2 separate regions of the Columba livia genome follow, and region 2 is linked to region 1. The links are chromatin contacts, called in public Hi-C maps. All regions are on one chromosome and are shown on one strand. Each heading gives the region's core, a stretch centred on a gene start, on an enhancer-like site or on the middle of the called end of the contact. The rest is flanking DNA. Distances are from core to core; before and after follow the strand shown. Region 1 has its middle 24 kb from the start of BCL2L10. Region 2 overlaps LEO1 (LEO1 homolog, Paf1/RNA polymerase II complex component).

Region 1 (5,888 bases), core at 264-2,763:
GATGGGTCCAACTGCCATGTCACGTCCCTGAGTCTGTCGCATCTTTGGCTGTGATTTTCAGATTTGTCTGTAACAAAACACTTACTGTGTGTCCGGTGAGCCCAGCTCTGGAGACAGGATCTTGATTCTGTGTTAATTGTGCTGGTTTTGGCCAGGTTATTGATTAAAAATGTGACATTTTGAAGAGGAAAGAGGAAAATTATTCTCTGACAAAGTGTATACTTGATGCTGGTTCATGACTTAGAACTTGTTTTCAAACCCATGGGTTGACCAGTTTTGCCACAAAGTGCTACATTACCCTTTAGATTATTCTAGTTCTCAGTCAAAATGCGACACCAATAAGAGGTGTTACCAGCCTGCACGCATCCTGTATCAGCACCGCAGCAAGTTACTGCGACCAGATCTGTTTTCTGTCAACCTTTCTTGATTAGCAGAAATAAACCATTTAAGGGAGGGGAACTGAGCTAATCAGCATGTGCCTGGGCTCTGGGTCATGGTGACTCGCCTTTGGCTTTATCCTGTTTGTTCTTTCAAATGCTGGCATCTTTTCTTTCAGATGAGTCCCTCAGCAGCTGGACCGAGGGCAGGGTGCACAGCCGCTCCCCATGCCAGCGCAGACGTCCTCAATTAATCCAGGTATAATGTGTATTTTAGGAACGAGCAGTAGGTGCGAAGGATACTTCAGTGTCGCGGTGTTCTGAGCAGAAAGCAAACTAGTGGGACAACTGAGCAGTTGGCTACGCTGCTGTAATGATTTTACCGATACAAAGCAGTTCACAGGCAGTAAGGACACTGTTTTCGACTCTTTTGCTCGCCCGCTGCAAGGCATTGGGCAGCGGCTGGCGAGGCTGTTCCCCAGCGAGCGAGTGTGCCCTTCGCTTTGCCGTGCTCAGCCCCCAGCGGTGGGGTTTCCCTGTCCCCGTGGCACCAGGGCCACCCACACCGGGTCACCACGAGGCAGCGCAGCCGAAACCCAGGAGGTGTCTGAGGGCAGGCGCGGGCGGCAGGGCTGTCCCCGTGCTGCAGGGGACAGGCACGGCGGGGTTAAAGCCCTCAGCCTGACTCTGCTGAAAACCCGTGTTGCATGGTTTGTGCGCACAGGCTGCTCCGGTCCGCCTGGGGTTTACCACACATTTTCGTCGTGCTTGCAAAATGCTGTTATCACCAGTTGCAAAAACCAGCCTCATCCTCATCTGATCAGAGCGAAACCAGCACAGCTCTGCACAGCGTCTCCAGCACGTCCGGTCTGCTGAGCGCTCCTGTGGGGCACACAGTTATTGCTCAGAGACCTTCGGTTTGCTGCTTTGGGATTTGTTTTTTCTCATTGCAGACTCCTTGGCCTGTGAAAGCAGTTGGTAACCACTGCAGGCAGGATGCTTGCTGCCTTACCTACTGGCCGTGACGTGGCTTTTTGCCGAGGGCTGACATGGCCTTTCCGTGTGCAGATGTGCTCGGTAAAGCTGAGCGTGTCAGGCAGCTGGCGCTGGGCTGCTCCCAAAGAGCAGGGGGCTGGGGCTGCCACCGAAGCCCTGCTGAGCAGGGGCACGGCTGAGCTGGCTGTGAAGCCCATCCCCACCACTCCACGCTGGTCCGATCAGGTGACCAGCACCCTCTCAGGGTCACCCTGTCCCAGTGGGGTGATGAGAGCAGGGTACCCACTATCTCCCCACTGCCAGTGCCTGTGCTTCACTCCGATAGCGCCTCCTGTCCCCCATAGCGCCTCCTGTCCCCCATAGCGCCTCCTGTCCCCCATAGCTCCTCCTGTCCCAGCCCTTATCTCTGTGGTGGGACAACAGTGCAGGTGAATGCGCAGGGCCAGCCAGAAGGGAAGCTCTGGGTATTTTCCAGGAGGAAAGCTGCTGTTTAAAATCATACGTATTCCAAATCCTGAAGGCTATTAAACCTGTATGAGACACAGGCTGGAGCCACTGTGCAATTTACCACACCAATCCTCACGACAGACCGCTTTTGTGTGCTGCTGGGCTATGGGATGGCTGAGGTGGAGGATGGCATGTGCAAAATTGTGGGGAGAACTGTGGGTTTCTTTCACTAGAGCTTAGAAACCATCTTTGGCTGTACGAGACCCCAGCCAGAGCTCAGCGTTCTCCAGCACCCGCAGCGCTCCTGGGGGAGCCGCTGCTGGGGGGTCTGCAGCAGCGGGTTGCTGCTGGGGAGAGGGAAGCCAGGTAACGTGCACAAGAAATCAGGGCTTTCACGAGGTGCCGTAACAAACTGCAGCCCCAAGTTGCAGCTGCGCTGTGTGTACACGCGCGGTGTGCTGCAGGGTCACCCGCGTCCAGCCCGGTGCCACTGCACGGGCTCCGTGTCCAGGGCCAGCGCGGGGCCGCGGCTCCTGCCTCCAAACGCTTCACATTTTCTTCTACTTGTATCCATTTCTCAGCACTTATGAAGCCATTCATATTCTCCAAATTTAGAATCAAAGGTTCCTTTTTGAAGAGACCTCAGCTTTAATGTAAAACGTGCCCCAAGTTCTTGAATTCCCGCTTTCTTTTCACTTTTGAAGATACATCTGTGGAATGTGAAAAGATGTAGCCTCGCTGGTTGTGATATGTGGCTACTTGTCTTCCAATGAACTGAGGACTGTGTGGGAAGAGACAGGCAAGCATGCGACCAACGGGATGGCCCAGTCGTGTTGTAAAATTATTCAGGATTACTTCAGGTGTGTGTTCTGTGGGCTCCTTCCCTTTTCGCTCTATTTCTTTATGCAAACGGACACTACGCATTCCAAAATGAGCAGTTGGACCATCAGGCAGATAACTTAAGACCATTTGGTATTTTGCGATCTTCGGTAATAACGATTAAACCAATGAAGTCCCTTGCTATACACTGTGGAATCATTCTTTTCAAAGCCAGTCCTCTTCCATAGCAGACATGTGAGTGAGGTATTGCAGTTGTTCACAAAATCTCACTGTTCTCCCGCGAGGTCTGTCTGATGTTGTAATAAGAATCTTGGGAACTGTCTGTCTGTTGAAGTACGGTGCAAATTCATCAGCTGCTTCATCAAAAGCAACCTCTTCTTCATTGGGATCTACGGTTGTTTCGTTGTACACTCTCTGGTTTCCCATAGTCTTTGGTATGGCTTTTGGAGGTGCCTTGTCTCCCAGGGCTTCCCGCTCCTTCCTCCGCTTCCCCTTGTTGGCCAGTTTCTCCTTCCTCTGCCGCTGCTTCCAGTGATGGGACACGAAGTGCCACCGCTGCTTGTTCTTGATCTCGCTGTGTCACACACTGGGATCATATGGTGCATCTTGCACCAGCAATCAAGTGACACTGAAAATCAGGACATGAAAGTGCTTTGGCAATGCCAAACGCAAAAAGTAAGGAAAAATGTTTCCTCCCCTCTTACTCCGTAAATATTCAGTACTGTTCAGATTATCTGAAATAAGTGCTAAAAGTTGAGTGTGGGACACAAGTATTTTACATCAGGTGCAGGGATCTTCTGCTTCTAAAGGAAACACTTCACAAGGGAGCCTAAATTTAGACTTTCTGGACACGAGATAATGGCAGAAACTTGATATTGTTGGAGGCTGGCTGTAGGAAACGCCATTGCTAATGGCTGGTCTTGATGTTCTGCTGAGCTTTGTACTTTAAAGCATGTGTTTTGTCATGGCGGGTGAAGGGAAGCTGAACATGGTTTCAGGGGCTGGGCTGTTTGAGGCTCCTGATTAGGAATGTGTAGACACACAGGGCAGGAACGAACCAGTGCTGCCCTGGTACAATTAGTGTTTCTAAGTGAACACTGGGCCGATCACTGCGGCTCATGTTTCCTTTCCCACCTGTCACCTATGTTAGCTCACTTCTAGTTGACATCAGAGAATAGCTAAACGAGGAGAGTATTTTGTTTGGTATTGCACAGCCAGCAGAAGTAGCAGCTGCGTGTCTGTATTACAAGGCTTTAAAAACCTCTGCTCCTGGCAAAGCTGCCTGGGCATGGGTGTGAACCAGACCCCTGGGGATCAGGTCCCAAAACAGCCTTCCTGTGGGATGCGGCAACTGCCTCCTGTCTCCATGCCCGCCTCCTGTCTCCATGCCCGCCTCCTGTCTCCATCCCCGCCTCCTGTCTCCGTTGCTCCCTCCCCGGGCGCAGGGTCCCCCCGTGCATCTGCTGCGGGCGCAGGAGCCAGTGTCCAGCCTGTGTCTCCTGGAGAGGTGAAGTAAATAGTATGAACTGCGTGGAGAAGCAATGTATATACACGTGCACATGTAATTTATATAGATATCCACTCGTAAACATATGTGTATATGTATATAAATTCTATGCGTAGACATGCATGTATACACAAATAAAATGTGTGTATATATATATATATAAAAACGTGTATATAAATGCTGTACATAAGCATGCACATGTATGTGTATTTATACCCACATATACTTGTGTACATGTGTGAGATGTATATAATGAACATGTGTATCCAATTTATATATGCACGCATACAAATATATAATTTAAAATATATTTCAAATGGCAATGTTTAAGCGTTGGAGGCGGGAGTGCAGCGGGGGCGGTGCCGCTGCGGGTCTGTGCGTGTCCCCCGCAGCGCCGGGGCCGCAGGGTGCCCGTTCCCCCCGCGCCCAGCGGGTGGCACTGTCGCGCTGTCACAGCCCCGCGCGCTGTCACAGCACCGCTGCTGCTTCTCCCAGCCCCAGGCAGGCCGAGCTCTGGCTCTGCTCGGCTGTGCGGGCGCTGCACTCGCCGGGGCGCCCGCAGCCGCTGCGCACCTGCCCTTCGTTGGCCCTTTTTGGGGAGGGAACATCAACCCGCCGTGAAAGTCCGGCCCAAGAGTTCCACTTGCATTGTGGTGGTAGGACACTTTGCACTGTAGAAGAGGCCTGAGGAGAACAGGAAGATCCAGCTGCTTAATACAACAATCTCAATTTATACAAGAGTTTTCTCAGCCCTGAAGCTGCTCCCGTTCTTGTTTAGGTTGCTCCACAGTGAAATCTAGATTTGTTGAAGAGGTAGCAGGATGGGTTTGATGCCAGGTCAGGAATGGCTTTTAAAAGATTAATACTTAAAAATCTCATGTGATTCAGCTTTAAAATACATAATGGAGAAATGGAAAGAAAATACCTTCTTCTGAAAAGTACACAATTTTCAAATTTATCTCATTTGTAAATGAGTTTTCATATACGCACATCTTGCATCCCATTAGTTACTCTGCTTATGCTTTCATACCAGATAATATCCTAATAACGTGTGCAACTGAAATAATTTAGGAAATATTTGCTGTGCCTGGGAGGAGTGAGGGGCAGAAGAGCTAGAGGTAGAGCAGGGGGTGCCCTGGCTTGGGGCAGGACACAGGGCACAGGACACAGCCTGGCAGAGAGCTGGTGCAGAGCGGCGCTGGACCGGGCAGCCTGCTGGGTGGGGATGGCAGAGCTGCCCTTGCTCTCCTCCTCAATGCTTGAGCTTTGTGCTGACCGAGCCAGGACACCCTGCACCTGTGCGCGAATGGTTCACAAGGGGACGGTGTAGGGTGGTTTGAGGAGCAGCTGCCGGGTGATGAGAGCACTGCCTTGCAGAAAACTTGTCACAAATGATCGAGTTTGATCTCAGTTGAACCAAAACAAGCGAAAAAAGACCCCAACCCCACGGAGCACAACACAGCAGCCATGGATTTATGCCTGCAGCTGATTTCACAGCACTGTCTGAGCCTGGAAAAGCTGCTCGAGCTCCCATGTGTCAGGGTGTCACCCCAGTCTCCAGATCCCCACTAAACGCAAACCCTCCTGGTTGCTTCAGCTCACACTCTCCTGAGAAACAGCTTAATCTTTGCGTGCCTCAGCCTTTCCCAACACATCCTGGTTCACAAGTTCAGCGGCTTCAAAGTTGCATCTGATCATTAACCCTGAAAGATCAGAGAGTG
Region 2 (5,789 bases), core at 1,605-4,104, 110 kb after region 1:
CCCCGGCCGCTCGCGCACGGCAGGGAACGCGCGTCAGAGCCCGCCTGCCAGCACACGGCTAAACTAAGGATCACAGGGAGAGAATTCCAGCAGATGGAGAAAGGTTTTATCTACACATTAACGAGGCGCAGGAACTCTTAGGTAACAATTTAATTAGAGGGAAAAAAAAAAGAACAGTTTCTCACACACTCAGACATCAGAGATGGAATTTTGCACTTTGCTTTCATACTTGCAGGAGAGATGCACAAACTACTGGCCTGACTAAAGGTGACAACGGCATGACGTCCAGGTCGAAAGCTCTATCTCAAAAACCAGGGAATGTCAGGAGAGCAAAGTGCGCACTGTGGAGCACTTGCACCGGGTAACAGTCCTTGTTACACAACTGTCAGCTACTTTATTTCATCTTGCATTACACGAATCCACATCATAAACTATCCACAGCAATGGTGGATATGGTCTTGTCTAAAGAGGCATTGACCAATGGTGGCCAATGGTTTTGTCTAAAGAGGCATTAAGCTAGTTCTGGTTTCTTTCCTTTAGAAAATCTGCAGGACTGTGTGCAAAGCCTGTTAAAAAAGCAACACAGACACCACCTGAATGTTCCCTCACCAAGGGGAGAAACCACATACGGGATATTTCCTCTTGAAAGAAGTGTGGAAAGGTTCAGGTATTTCTTCCAGCCTTTCCACACATTGCAACTGGTACTGCACCCTCACAGAAGGTGTTTAAAACAGTCTAAAAGCAGCAAAGATTCTGTCCAGAACATTCTCCTCCAGTGACCTTCCAGCTACACAAACCTACTTATCAAACCAACCAGGATCAATAGGAAATTGCACCAGAGGGATTATATGAAATTATGAGACACTATTGTTAGGATATATTTTTGCATTGTGGTTCATTTAAAGGAAGCTTCCATCTCTGCTGGTAGAAATTTCGTGGTTTTGTTTAAGTAAGTGCTTTTACTCCCATTTCCATCAGCATGTGCCTGTCATTCTTATGATTAACGCTCAGGCAACACACACATTTTTGTTCTGGGCTTCGATGCATGAAAAATAAATGTCTTACATGATCGCTTAACTATTCCAACCGCAGGATTCTCAGTTTACTCAAATACAAAGCAGTATTTTCAGCCATGAAAATACACCAGCATAGTAATGGACTGTCCACAGGAAACAAGGAACATGTAGGAAAAAAGAACTGTACTGGAGCGCTCACATATTCTTCCAGCCCTTCCACACAAAGGGCGAGCTGCATCGCCACACCGTCAGGCAAACTCAGCCTCTAAGCGTTCTAGAAAGATTAGAACGGTTTCTCCTAATGAACCCAGTGAAAACCACTGATGAATTCACTTGGATAACCAGTTACACCAATTCACGAAACTGAAATGTACTGTGTAAGATTAAAAGCATGGCACTGTGATGATCCAGGGGGCAACAGCTACTGCAACAGGAGAAAATCTGAAAAAACAAAGGGAAGTCAAAAATCTTTATTCACACCAAAACCACCGACTTCAGGGGAATTTTCATTTATCAAAATAACCCAATTATGGTTACTTACATCTTTGTTGTAAGAGAACTGTACAATATATATAAATATATATATAAAAAAGAAATCAACTTTTGTTCTTCCTCAATACTAATCGTCATCTTCTTCCTCTTCATCGCTGATCACATATTTTTTATGCTTCTTACTTGCTTTGTCATCATCCTCTGCTTTTCTCTTCCCAGAAGGTTCACCTTCCTAAAGGCAAAAAAAAAAAGGCAAAATAAAGAACCTCAAGATACTTCAATCTAAAATAAACTCGGAAGAACAACAAAAAGATCTCAGATTCTTTCTTGGGAGAAAAGCACAACTATTGGCTCTGCTTTCTCCATTCCGTGCTGCAGGATCGCTTGTGCATCGGTTCTTCGAGTTCAGCCAGCACACGGTTTACAGCCCAAGTCCAGCAGCTCAGGAGGCGTCAAAGAGCTGGTCAAAGGAACTCGGATCATTGAGGTAACTACCTGTTTGCAAGCAATAACATAATGACTTCCATAGGTTGGATGCTCAATTTTTAGCACCGAAAGAGAGAGTCAACAGGTTGATTTTTATTCCGTGTGCATTTATACCGGTTCGGTTTAACTCATCCTTCCAAACAACATTTTAAATCAGAATGCTACAAAAGCATTTAATCAAACTACAAATCACTAGTTGTTAATTCAAAACTCACCAATTTTGACATGAAAAACAAGCGGTAACTCAATTATTGTTTAAAAAGAAGAGTATCTTTAAAAATATCCTCGGGTCTAAGAAACCTCATCCCTTTTTCCATTTGTTGGTTTTGGTTTTTAAAGCAACACGCATTACTTGGATTTGAAGAAGCAAGCAAGATCAAGTTTCAGGACTGTAATGAATTATTAGAGTATCAGAACTGCAATGAATAACTTTTTTATTCGAGCATTTTCTTCTACAGTAACGTATTAGGTTAGTACAGTAAGAATCTCTGTCAGGAAGGAATTTTAAGCATGGACAACAGAAGTTAGCAGGGGAGGGAATCTCAATGACAGCTTCTTCCCCAAAACAAGCACTCTCTTGTGATCTCGCTGGGCTACTGTTACATGATTCATCTTCCTGTTTAGCAGAATATCCCCATGAACTACAGCAACAGTAGAACTACTTGCCCCGTGCTGATAAAGTGTGTTAATAACAGATCAATGTTTCAGTAACGGCAGCAAATGGTTATGAGGACAAAGGTTGTGCTGTGTCGTTGACTGACAGCACATCCCAGCAGGTCCCTGTACAACAAGTCCGTGTTTCACGTGTGCGGACGCACATCCCAACGCCACACTTGGAGGCGGTGACTGCGAGTACCAGCCGTGCACTGCTGGGGGTTTCCTAAACCTGCAGCACCCCTGCGTGGCCCTGCTGGGAATACTACCTGAAAGTCCGGGCATTGTAAAATGGAGGCTACGGCTCCGCCAGCAGCAGAGAAAGCTCGAGCTTTTCTTCTAAGAGACTGGGATTGCAAAGTCCTGACCTTGCTATATCACTAACAACTAGTAGTGTCTTACAAACAATTCAGTTTCTACCAGCAGAGATCACAAACCACAGCTCTGTCTACACGCCTCTGGATTACTCCGCCTCCAGGATTACTGTCACACTTCCCAAAACATTCCATTTTCCTCAATGGATAATAAAAGGTCAGAATCTGTGTCTTTAAAAGAAAAATTAATTGATGCACACAAAAATTCATTTGCTTACACCCAGCAGTGATGAATTACAAACCAATAAACCACAACTTTAGAAGAGGAAACAGCCCTTCTGCTGTAGCTAACGGCTAACTTGATCATGGCCTAATGTGTAGGATGCTACGTGGGTGATGGATAACGTCTGGTTAGCAATGACATTCACCTTTTTAGCTCTTCTATTTAAAAAGACTCTTTTGCTGTTTCCATAATAAACAGGAGAGGACCACTTGTCTTAGGAGACAACACTACACTAGGATTCCAATATTAAGTCTTCTTACTCCTTGCGTAATTTTAGTTAAAGTCACTTTACATAACTCTGCATAAATTCTGCCATCTTTAAAGCAGGAATAACAATACCGATCTCCTTCGGGAATCACTCAGGTCTATGAACTAATGCAGCGTATAAGAAAATCAGTGACTAATTACCACGGAAAGCAGGCCAAGTCAAACAATACATTCATCACAGAGATGAAACCACAAAAGTCTCCGTTTGAAAAACTCGATTTAGTGCAGGAAACGTTCCTGACTGAAAACGAACAGCTTAAGAACAAACCCCTTTTCTTACCTCGTCACTAGTCAGTTTCTTTGCCTTGAGCAGCCTTTGTGTTTTATCTTCATCTGAGCCCTCGTCGCTGTCAGAAGAGTAGATTCTAGCACGTTCCTCTGCAGAGAAAAATGAAAAGACTAATGTTTCTCTGGATCTGAAATCAGTGAGGAAGACAGAACATGAAAAAGAATTCTCTTACATTTAGTCCCACAAAAGCCAGAGGAATCTAACCCCAGACTGAACAAACGAAGTTTATGCCAACTGAATTCATGTCTCATTTATGAAATGAACTGACAGAATACAATCTTACCAGGAACCCTGCTGTGAAATTCATCCATCTGAATCACACAGGCCCTACTTATGTGTTGTTATGTGTTACTATTACCTCTGATGCCACCTTTGTATCTGTTTTTGATGGCTGCTAGACTGATTGCATCATCGCCCTCATCCTCTTCATCATAGCGATCAGGTTCTAAATAATTTGCACTCAGACCGCGCTGATGCTGCTTCTCCCGCATTCTCCGCTGCTGAGACTCTCTGCGAATGGAAGCTCTCAACCTCTCCTCTTCTTTCTGCCCAAAGGAAGGAGCACTACATCAAGACTGAGAAAAAAATACTCAAGAGCACCGTGTATTCTACCAAAGCTTCTGAAACAATTTTGCAGCAGTGTAAAGATTGTTCATATTCCAATTTTTCTGCAATCCGTAAGGTTACGCAAACTGCACCCATGGCTAAGAACTCTTGTCTGTAACTCCAAAATACGTCTTGTTTTTCCTAAGGTCATAAAATGTTCAGAAACATCCAACTATCTTACAGTTGCAATTTTTCAGATTAAATCAGCAGATAGGAGAGTTCCATGTCACGGTACCTTAATCATTTCTGTGCGCTGAGACTCGGGATCGCGACCTGCCATTGGTAAAATACGGATCTTCTGGGTCTTTGAACATCTATCTGCCAGAGACAGCGTCATCTTCCTGTGAGTGGCGCTGTCTGTGGAGTGCGGCCTGTTAAAAAATTACTGCTGCGTTAGATACTTGAAGGAATGCATCCGTTTCTAAAGGACAACGGTTCAGGTCGGCATGCTCAAGATTTCAAAGATTAATCTGCACAAAAGTAAAAAAAAAAAATCATCCTTTTAAAAATTATTTATTGATCTGCATTGTAGCAGCTACTGGAGACATCAATTCTGCTCTTGCCAAACCATCTGCAGTCCATTAACAGCCTCAATAATCACCCTCACATTTCACACCAGTATCCCAAGACAAAATCATCATCTGGAGGCAACTGTGCATCAGCAGAAAGGTTCATTTCAGCAAACATTAAAATTCTCTCTCATTCAGACGATGACTTGCACTTAAAAATGAAAATTAAAACATACATTAAAAAAATACATGTAGCCCACATATTGCAGTGAATGACACACTGTCCTTTCAAACTGCGACACCTAATTTAGGAAAAATCTTATTGAAATATTGAGTCTGAAAAATAGCATATTCTTATTGAACAGTTAAGCTGTGAAGGTTTATGAAAAGTTACAACTTTTAATTGCAAAAGTAGTATCAACATTTAACACAGAACAGCAGGTTTACCTGAAGGTTAACTTGGTCTTGAAAACCGCCTGTCCCTGCAGACCCGTCCCCTGTCTGATGAACAAATGGTTGTGATCTCCCTGCAGCGGCGCCTTGTACACATCAAACACCTCGTTGCCCAAGTGGAGAGACATGCTGCAAAGAGAGCCCTCCACCAGTTACTCGATAAATCCACCACACTCCAGCTTTGGCCTCATTTATAAATGGAGAAAGCCTTCATGCTTCCTTTTTATACATAGCCAATACTTATATTTCAATCCAAACTAAGCAGAGCATGAAATTTTCAAGGCACAGGGACTACAACAATCTCTGCTGTGCAGAACTGACATCAAAGTTTCTTGACCTTCCAATTTTGCACAGCACGGCGTTTCACTGTAAGAGCAACTGTACTCCTGCAGCAGCAGAAAGTCCAGACTAACCTTCCAT

The links. A called contact is a pair of places that touch in the nucleus more often than the background predicts.
Region 2: a contact with region 1 is called in a Hi-C map of liver, with 5 times the contacts expected there. The contact joins two enhancer-like sites. A contact is called at or near these places in 2 of 2 Hi-C or Micro-C datasets (crop and liver).

What each region holds. Positions count from the first base shown.
Region 1 is chr11:1,057,723-1,063,610 of bColLiv1.pat.W.v2, forward strand. It overlaps the pseudogene LOC102090015. Among named protein-coding and RNA genes, the nearest start is that of BCL2L10, 24 kb to the left of the region's middle. Within about 2 kb of position 1,514, at least 1 of the 3 cell types and tissues checked has an H3K27ac peak away from gene starts, as active enhancers do.
Region 2 is chr11:1,167,352-1,173,140 of bColLiv1.pat.W.v2, forward strand. It overlaps LEO1 (LEO1 homolog, Paf1/RNA polymerase II complex component), which reads right to left. Exons shown (of 13, transcript XR_010475317.1): 7 at 5,783-5,789; 8 at 5,364-5,498; 9 at 4,643-4,778; 10 at 4,160-4,346; 11 at 3,793-3,890; 12 at 1,558-1,740. MAPK6 (mitogen-activated protein kinase 6) reads right to left here and starts at 10. Exons shown (of 7, transcript XM_065076409.1): 1 at 1-10. Within about 2 kb of position 2,855, at least 1 of the 3 cell types and tissues checked has an H3K27ac peak away from gene starts, as active enhancers do.